Regions from separate parts of the Mus musculus genome. Here all the other regions are linked to region 1. A link is a contact called in public HiChIP or PLAC-seq and promoter capture Hi-C data. All regions are on one chromosome and are shown on one strand. The core of a region is the stretch at or near the end of the contact, and the rest is flanking DNA. Distances in the headings are between cores, read along the strand shown. Region 1 holds the start of Lhfp (lipoma HMGIC fusion partner). Region 2 holds the start of Ndufc1 (NADH:ubiquinone oxidoreductase subunit C1). Region 3 holds the start of Rfxap (regulatory factor X-associated protein).

Region 1 (2,737 bases), core at 98-2,597:
GACAGCTATTTACTTAAAGAAACGAATGGCTTCTATTTGCCAAGCCAGTGAATTCATTTCACATACTCACATTAAAAGCAATGTAGCATTTTTTACTAGCAGGAGACATAATTCCGGATATTAAAATAAAATGGACCATACAGTAGTTTGTTTATTTGGCTTGCAAGTTCACACTTAGTTTCTAGCCACTCCTCGGCATCACTTGATGAGTGTGCCAACCAAGCAACATGATAGTGGGAACTTCATACAATTACAGAAGTACTGTAAATTTAACTAACAGTATTCACCACTCAGGTGTATACATTGGATATATAGTTACACACCCCCAGTTACTGTAAATTTAACTAACAGTATTCACCACTCGGGTGTATATATCGGGTGATATATAGTTACACACCCCCAGTACTCGATAACACTAAAAACGCCTTCTGTCTTAATTTTCCGGGGCAAATGTGTTCACGCCTCCTATTTTGACTCCTTGGCTTCAGTGCTTTCACCTGCTGGCCATTTCAGACCAAGCACTCACTCTTTTCCAATACCTAATGTCAAGTCAGCTATTCAAAAGGGTTCGATGAGGTGGGCTGGCTTGCACACCTGGCTACACTCTCCACAAAGAACACAGAAGAACACCCCCACCCCGTCGGGTTCCATCTGCAAACTGCTTCCAAACTCCAGTCTCCTACACTTTGCTCGCCCTCTGTTCTGGATTCTACCCAAAGGGGAGCTCCCTCTGGCTACGGTTTTTAAAATCGTGTCAGCTGTGAGCAGAGGCTGAAGTTGAGTTGGTCTGGGGGTTACCATTAAAGGTGGGGAGTGGGAAGAAAGGGACCTCTTTCTCAGCTGGAGTGAGTTACCCTAGTCCAGATGAACTTAAACCCACCATCCTCCCCCAAAACTGCTAGACGCACGCACCGCACCCTGGAGCACACAGGAACACACACAATGATCTCTGGATGCAAAGCGGCACGGGGAAGTTCTTGCAGCCGGCTCTGAGAAAGGGACGGATAAGGATGGAAAGGAAGGCAGCACCCCCCGGAGGCCGACAGGACCTCAGCTGAACTATGCCACTCGGAAAGACAGGAGGGACCCGGGCACGGGGCCCCGGGGCGCGCTACTTACCCGGTCGGGCGGCGGCCGCGGTCCCTCGCGAGTCCCGGGCGCAGCACAACTTGCTGTCTTTCCCTGGCGGGGACAGCGCGGCACCAAAGAAGACTGTCTTTCTTGCCTTTGCCACTATCCCGACGGAGATCGAGGCGAGTCTGGAGAGCTGGGGTGGAGGGTCAGGGGGACCCACCCGGAGAGCCCGCCGGCTGCGGCCGTGCGGCCCGGGAACACGGTGGATGCCGGCTCCAGCTTTGGCAGGCGAGGCACGCGCCGCCTCTTCCCCGCCCTCCCTTTGCCGCTGTCCCCTCCCCTCGGCCCCGCCGCGCAGTCCTGGACGCGCGAGAGTGGGGGCGGCAGACAGACTGAGAATCCAGGGAGAAAGTTGCTCGCCTTCCCCGCAGCTCCCCGGGGGCGCCGAGGCCACACCCGACCCCTGTTTGCTTTTCTGGGTCAAACCCTGGGGTCTGGGGCTGCAGTGTTCGCGCGGCCTTTATGAGGACCAGGATGGGAAGTAGCCTCAGAGATGGGGAGAGCGATGTCTATGAGCTTTAAGGGGCTCTTGAGAAGTGGTCACTTTGGAGGGCAGAGAGCATGACGGGTGTGGACATAGGAAAGAGAAGGCTGGGCACGCCATGCGAGGCTGCTGGATTCCGTGGGGGCAAAGCCAGAAAGAAAGAAGGCAGGCTACTCCCCTGCCAGCCTCTCCCAACAGCTGCAAACCTTTGGGAACTTCTTTCAAGACATTTCTCTTCCTCTTTTTCCTCTTCCTCTTTCCTGGGTTTCCCCCCACTCCCTTACCTCCCCTCTCACCCTCTCTCCTCTTTCTGCTACCCTCCTTTCTCCTCCCGTCCCCTTCCCTGCCTCTTACCCACTCCACTCCCCAACCCATGATCAGCTTTAACATCTATCTACACAACCTTTGAATTTCCTTTCTGAAATCTGCTCCTTTTGATTTCTTCTCAGGCCCTGCCCAGTTCTGACTTGCCATCAGCCTTTTTAACCCTTCGGAAGCCAGAGCCGTATTCTGTGGGTGACTGACTGACCTCTGGAGTCTCCACAGAGGACAGTTATTTTAGGAAGCTGCCATCTGGGACCAGCAACTTTTGAAGTACATACTTGCCTAGATGCAGTTTTTGTGATGTGCCTTTTTCAAAGCAGCTGGAAGTAATAACTGGGTAGGAATATATTTCATAATAAAATTTCGAGTGCACCATTGAATTGGGCGGCATCAGCTGGAGACAGGTTGTTTCAGGATTGTTTGAAAGGTTTTAAGTGATTGATTCCAAGCCTTTCCTTTGTAGGAATAGGATACAGGTAATGAGCCTCCCAGGAAAGCGATGTAATACACATTAAGTTTATCACAATAGTCTTGAGAAGAGGAAAGAATAGTTCCTGGGAGACATTTGGCAGAGTCTGGAGATATTTGGGGTAAGCATGACCCATAGACTGGGAAGGCCCTACTGGCAGCCAGTCCATAAAGCCAGGAGTCTGCTCTGTAACTACACAGGGCACACCCAGAATCATCTAGCTTGAAGTGTGAGTAGGGCCAAGGCTGGGAAGTCATGTTTCAAAATGTCACATGGTTTTTAGCTCACCCATGAACCTCAGGTTTAGAGATCTGGATTTGAAGTTT
Region 2 (2,700 bases), core at 145-2,644, 1.6 Mb after region 1:
AGGCTGGAGAGATAGCTCAGTGGTTAGAAGCACCAGCTGCTCTTCCAGAAGACCCAGATTCCACTCCCAGCACCCATATGGCAGCTCACAACTGCCTGGAACGCCTGTTCCAGGGAATCTGACACTCTCATGCAGAGATACATACAGTCAAAACAGCAATGTTCTTAAAATAAAAATAAATTATTTAAAAAGAAAACAGTGTCTTGAATAGGCAAACTGGGCATTTAGTACTTTCAGATAACACCTAAACTTCCCAACTATCCTACAAGGATAAGTTTTACGTTATCAATAGACAACTATAGTAGAGATTAAGTAACAACTAAAGAATATATTGTTGAAATGTAGTATACCCAAATGGTACAGAGACATGACCGTTTGAATCTTGTTCTATATAGGCTCCTGGCATTATAGCCAATCCCATTGTTAAGTGAGCTAATGGACTCTAGATCTAGAGTTCTGAGGACCACACACTGGATGCCTCTGCCATCTGAACCAGTCAGATCACTGTCATCTAACATCTATAAAAATTTTTTTTAAAGATTTACTTATTTGTTTTATGTAAGTACACTGTCACTGTCTTCAAATACACCAGAAGAGGGCATGGGATCCCATTACAGAGGGTTGTGAGCCACCATGTGGTTGCTGGAAATTGAACTCAGGACCTCTGGATGGCTAAGCAGTGCTATTAATTGCTTAGCCATCTCTCCAGCCTCCATATATAAGAATTTTATCAGGGCCTGGTGACAAAGGTCTATAATCCCAGCTCCTCAGGAGGCAGGAAGATCAAGTGCATGGGAACCTTAGCGAGACCCTTTCTCAAAAAGTTAAAAAAAAAAACAAAAACAAAAAAAAAAAAACTATGTGGGGCTATGTAGCTCAGTGGTAAGGCACTTGACGGCGATGTAGGATTCCACCCCGATGAATAACAGAACCTACCTCATAGGACTGAGAGGAATCAATGTGATTTTGAGTATAAGTGGATTTTAGGAACTGTTAAGAGCCTTTGCAAATACAAAGTTCCCTTCGTCAACAAGTTTATCTTTGAGCACATCTCTTAGTAGATGCTAATAATCACAGCACATCCTACAGTCACTGTAATGACTCGTGTAAAGCACACGAGTTTTTGGCTGACAAACGAACTCTGTAGTAAACCTGACCAGCACCCTGGAGATGGACAAACTGCTTTCCCAGCCCCAACCCTCTTCGTACCCTTTGTTTTATTCACAGCCCACTAAGTCCGGGTTCTTGGGAACCTTGTACTGAATGAAGGTAGGAGTCTGGCCCACCTGCGAGTCCCAGTTCTGCTGCCAGGGGGCGCTGCGCTCTGCGCCACCAACCGGAGATGCGCGCGCAGGGAGAAGGCGGTGCCAGCTCGGCCAAACGAGCAACCCGAGAAGAGGCGGAGCCTGCGGAACAAGATGGCGCCGTCCGTAGTGCTGCGCTCGTTTTCGCGGCTGCTGGCCCCCGCCCGGCTGCCGAGCTGCTGTGAGTGTCTTTTCAGAGCCCATTCGGCCCTCAGCCTAGCCCTCATCCAACACGAGCCACCCTGGAATCTCCGGAGGAGGAGGAGGTCGCGGTCCAGGCCGACCTGCAGTGACCTTCACTGGCCGCGAGCCGGGTTCTCCACTCATCATTAGCCGTCAGCTTTCCTCCAGGCTAAACCCTGACCTCTGCGAATGGATTTTGAGTCTTTTTGTCCCAGGCTTTTCAATGTCTGGGAGACCCTTCCGGGGCTGCCTCCCAACCTCCCACTCCAGAGCCTATGAGGGCCGACGAGGCTTTAACCCAAGCTTTGAAGGCGCCCTGAGTACCAAGGACGACCTTCTGTCTCTGCTGGTGTCCCCGAACAAATTACTTAGGTTCTTTGAACTATGTTTCCTTGACTCTTTAAATTGGGGACGAACAGATAGAGGACAAATGACAACAAAGCCGTAGTGGAGCGCGCCTGGAATCCCAGCCCGGTGGAAGTGGAGACAGGCAATCAGGAATTCAGGGCCAGCCCGCACTACAAGAACCTCTATCTCAAAAATTACATCACTAGTATATGTTAGATATTCCTCGCAGACATCAATAAAACACATATTCTCTTTCCTTTTTCAGCTTCAACACGGTCGAAGTTCTATGTCCGGGAGCCAGTCAATGCCAAACCTAACTGGTTGGCAGTTGGACTGTCCGTGGGCGCCTCGGTTTTCATGTGGATTTATGTGAGTACCGTACTCACCGAGTCCCCTGGAGCTGAAGTTACAGACATTTCTGAGCTGCTTGTTGTTGGTCCTGGGGACCAAACTTGGGTCCTTTGCAAGCAGTACATGCTCTTAACTGCCAAGCCATCTCTGCGGCTCCAAGTTCATCTACATTTTTGAAAGTTTTTCCTGATGGAAGGCTTAATTGCTGCGGAGATCATTAAGGATTGAAATTAGGTCTTTGATTCCCAAGAATCTTATCATTGCATTAGTCATTGTTCTAGTTACACAGTCTGTCAGACTGTGGTTCTAAGAAAGTAGCTGCTCTCTGACTTCTAATTAACATACACAGAGGTGAGGGTTGGTCATTTAATCACAGTGTGAGGCTTCTAAGGTTGGAAGGACAGCATACTGTATTTAGACATTGCATACACACACACACACACACACACACACACACACAGAGGTACACAAAAGTATAGCATATACTTATCAGCCAGCCTACAACACACTCAAC
Region 3 (2,700 bases), core at 81-2,580, 1.8 Mb before region 1:
TCTTCCAAAGGTACCACATAGTGGCTCACAACCATCCGTAAGGAGATCTGACTCCCTCTTCTGGAGTGTCTGAGGACAGCTACAGTGTACTTGCATATAATAAATAAATAAACAAACAAATAAAGAATTCAAACAAAGGCTGGGCGTGGTGGCGCACGCCTTTAATCCCAGCACTGGGAAGGCAGAGGCAGGTGGATTTCTGAGTGGATTTCTGAGTTCGAGGCCAGCCTGGTCTACAGAGTGAGTTCCAGCACAGCCAGGGCTATACAGAGAAACCCTGTCTGTCTCAAAAAAACAAAAACAAACAAAAAAGAAAGAAAAGAATTCAAACAAACGTAATAAAAATAAGTAATAACAATAATAATAACCTAATAATCCTATTGAAATGGGCGATGTAGTTGGTTCACAAAGGAAAGCATGCAAAGACCAACAGGTGTATGTAATATACATCCCTAATCCTGAAGAACAGTGTTATCTATCTCATCCCAGATGAAACGGTTATTATCAGAGATAAGATATCTATCGAGCACTGGCGGGGGTTGGGGGAATACGGGAAAAGGGACCTCTCCTACACTGCTAGTGTGAACGCCAACCCGAGCACCCACTATGGAAGACAGAGAGCAGCTTGTGGGGAAAATAAAAACAGAACTGTCACATGAGTCAACAATCTCATTACTGGGAATGTCAGAAAAGGCAGGAGCGTCCGCACTGGGTAGAAACCCTAAGGCGAACCAGAGCTTGTGAGCAAGCTTTCCTCCATGTCCCCATGGGACTTGACTGGGATGCATTAGCCAAATAAACCGTTTCCTCCTCGAGTTGTTTCAAACTCCTCTTCAGGCCTCTCGGGAACCTAATCTATCCAGAGACGTTCCAGGAGAGACGCGTTTTGAACCCGTCAGGGAGGATGGGTCCAGGCAGAAAGTGTCTCCTGGCCGTCCTCCAGTCTCCATTCTCCAGTCTTTCCAACTGGTGAGCGCCAGGCGAGCGGAGGACAGCTGCGCATGCGCAATCGGGACTTCTGTCAGCCGCTCCGCCCCGCCTGGAAGGAGACAGGGTTTCTCTGTGTAGCCCTGGCTGTCCTGGAACTCACTTTGTAGACCAGGCTGGCCTCGAACTCAGAAATTTGCCTGCCTCTGCCTCCCGAGTGCTGGGATTAAAGGCATGCGCCACCACGACCGGCTGTCAGCCGGGTTCTTGGTCAGCCTGCACCTAGGAATCGCTTGCGGATGGCCGCCGCGCAGGCGCAGTCGGTTCTGTCTCGCACCTGCTCAACCCCGCCCCTCTCGCCGTTCCCAAGCAGAGGCTCGCGGACCGCTACGGCGCACGCGCAGTGCAGTGCTGGCGGTTCGGCTCCGGGACGTGCGGCGGGCTGCCGCTTGTCGAGTACGGTTGTGTTTCTCAAGAGCTGACGGGCCGCGGTGGCGGACCCGGGCTCGGGCGGCAGCACGGAGGCGCAGGCTGTGCCCGAGGGCTCGGGGCCGAGCACCGCCAGTCCCCGGACGGCCCCTCCGGTGACGGTGCTGGTGATGCGGCAGGACGAGGCCGAGGCGGACGGCGCTCTGAGGCCGGGCCTGGCGGGGAGTGAGGCGGCGGCAGACGCCGAGGACGAGGCGGGGGACGACGACGCCGACCTGCTGGACACATCGGACCCGGCGGGCGGCGGCGAGAGTGCGGCCAGCCCGGAGGAGCTGGAGGACGAGGACGCGGAGGGTGGCGGCGCAGCGCGCAGGCGAGGCTCCAAGACCTGCACGTACGAGGGCTGCCGCGAGACCACCAGCCAGGTGGCCAAGCAGCGCAAGCCCTGGATGTGCAAGAAGCACCGCAACAAGATGTACAAGGACAAGTACAAGAAGAAGAAGAGCGACCAGGCACTGGGCTCTGGCGGCCCGTCCGCGGCCAGCACAGGCAACGTCAAACTGGAGGTATGCTTGCTCCTCGGGGCCCCGGGGCCAGGGCAGATGGGTGCCAACCTACTTGGTACACACTCAGGGTCTCCCCAAGGGCTCATCCTCTGCTCCAGCTGACATGGGCACTTTGGAGGTGATCTACACCTCTCCTTAGTAAACCCTTCCCAGTGTCTACCCCGAGGCATCCGGCACATTGACACACCCTGTTGGTTTTCTGTAACTTTGGTGACTTTGTTTTTTTTTCTTAGACTCCCTGGCCCCTGAGAAAAGTTGGATTGACAGTGGGGTAGTAACTTACAGCACACATGGGCGTTGCTCGGTTGCTTGATTCAAGTCAAGCTTGGAAGAGAGACGCCAGTGCCCTGCAATTGGGCTTCTGCTGCTAGCTGTCTGTATTTAGGTCCATTATTCATCTCCCTTAAGTCTCGGCTCCCTCGTCTTTTGCCCTTAAGATAATGCCCAATTAGTGTTTCTTCGGATTTATTTTGGTTAGGTGAAAATTATAAGTGGTGTGCATTTCAGCTCAGACCCAGCAAAGTCCACCTAAGTATTAGAGCTGTTTAAAAAACAAAACAAAACCCGTAAAAAGTAGAAAGACTCCTTACCACAGAAGTTCCTTTTGAAGGGGAACTTCTAACATTTGTGGAAGTTTGGCCTAGATGACTCAAAATTATTGCTACTATAAACGTCTGATTTTTGTGGTATTAGCATTATCCTACCTACACAGTGCAAGGCCTGGAGTTGTGAAGACATAAGGTTCTCTACAGTCAAGTCAGCTATAGCATTCCATGTA

Evidence for each region. Promoter capture Hi-C pulls out the DNA fragments that hold promoters and counts their contacts. HiChIP or PLAC-seq counts read pairs in DNA pulled down with a chosen protein or histone mark.
Region 2: an H3K27ac HiChIP or PLAC-seq map of thymic regulatory T cells shows a contact between it and region 1, with 7 times the contacts expected there. The contact joins the promoter of Ndufc1 here to the promoter of Lhfp in region 1. A contact is called at or near these places in 1 of 39 promoter capture datasets (pre-B cells), 3 of 115 datasets of contacts at active chromatin or transcription factors (astrocytes, double positive thymocytes and thymic regulatory T cells) and 1 of 9 other capture datasets (adipose tissue).
Region 3: a promoter capture Hi-C map of cranial neural crest shows a contact between it and region 1. The contact joins the promoter of Rfxap here to the promoter of Lhfp in region 1. A contact is called at or near these places in 1 of 39 promoter capture datasets (cranial neural crest) and 1 of 9 other capture datasets (liver).

The regions. Positions count from the first base shown.
Region 1 is chr3:53,040,157-53,042,893 of GRCm38.p6, reverse strand. It overlaps Lhfp (lipoma HMGIC fusion partner), which reads right to left and starts at 1,347. Exons shown (of 4, transcript NM_175386.3): 1 at 1,120-1,347.
Region 2 is chr3:51,407,649-51,410,348 of GRCm38.p6, reverse strand. It overlaps Ndufc1 (NADH:ubiquinone oxidoreductase subunit C1), which reads left to right and starts at 1,394. Exons shown (of 4, transcript NM_025523.1): 1 at 1,394-1,485; 2 at 2,101-2,204. The coding sequence starts at 1,419.
Region 3 is chr3:54,806,421-54,809,120 of GRCm38.p6, reverse strand. Rfxap (regulatory factor X-associated protein) reads left to right here and starts at 1,330. Exons shown (of 3, transcript NM_133231.2): 1 at 1,330-1,922. The coding sequence starts at 1,446.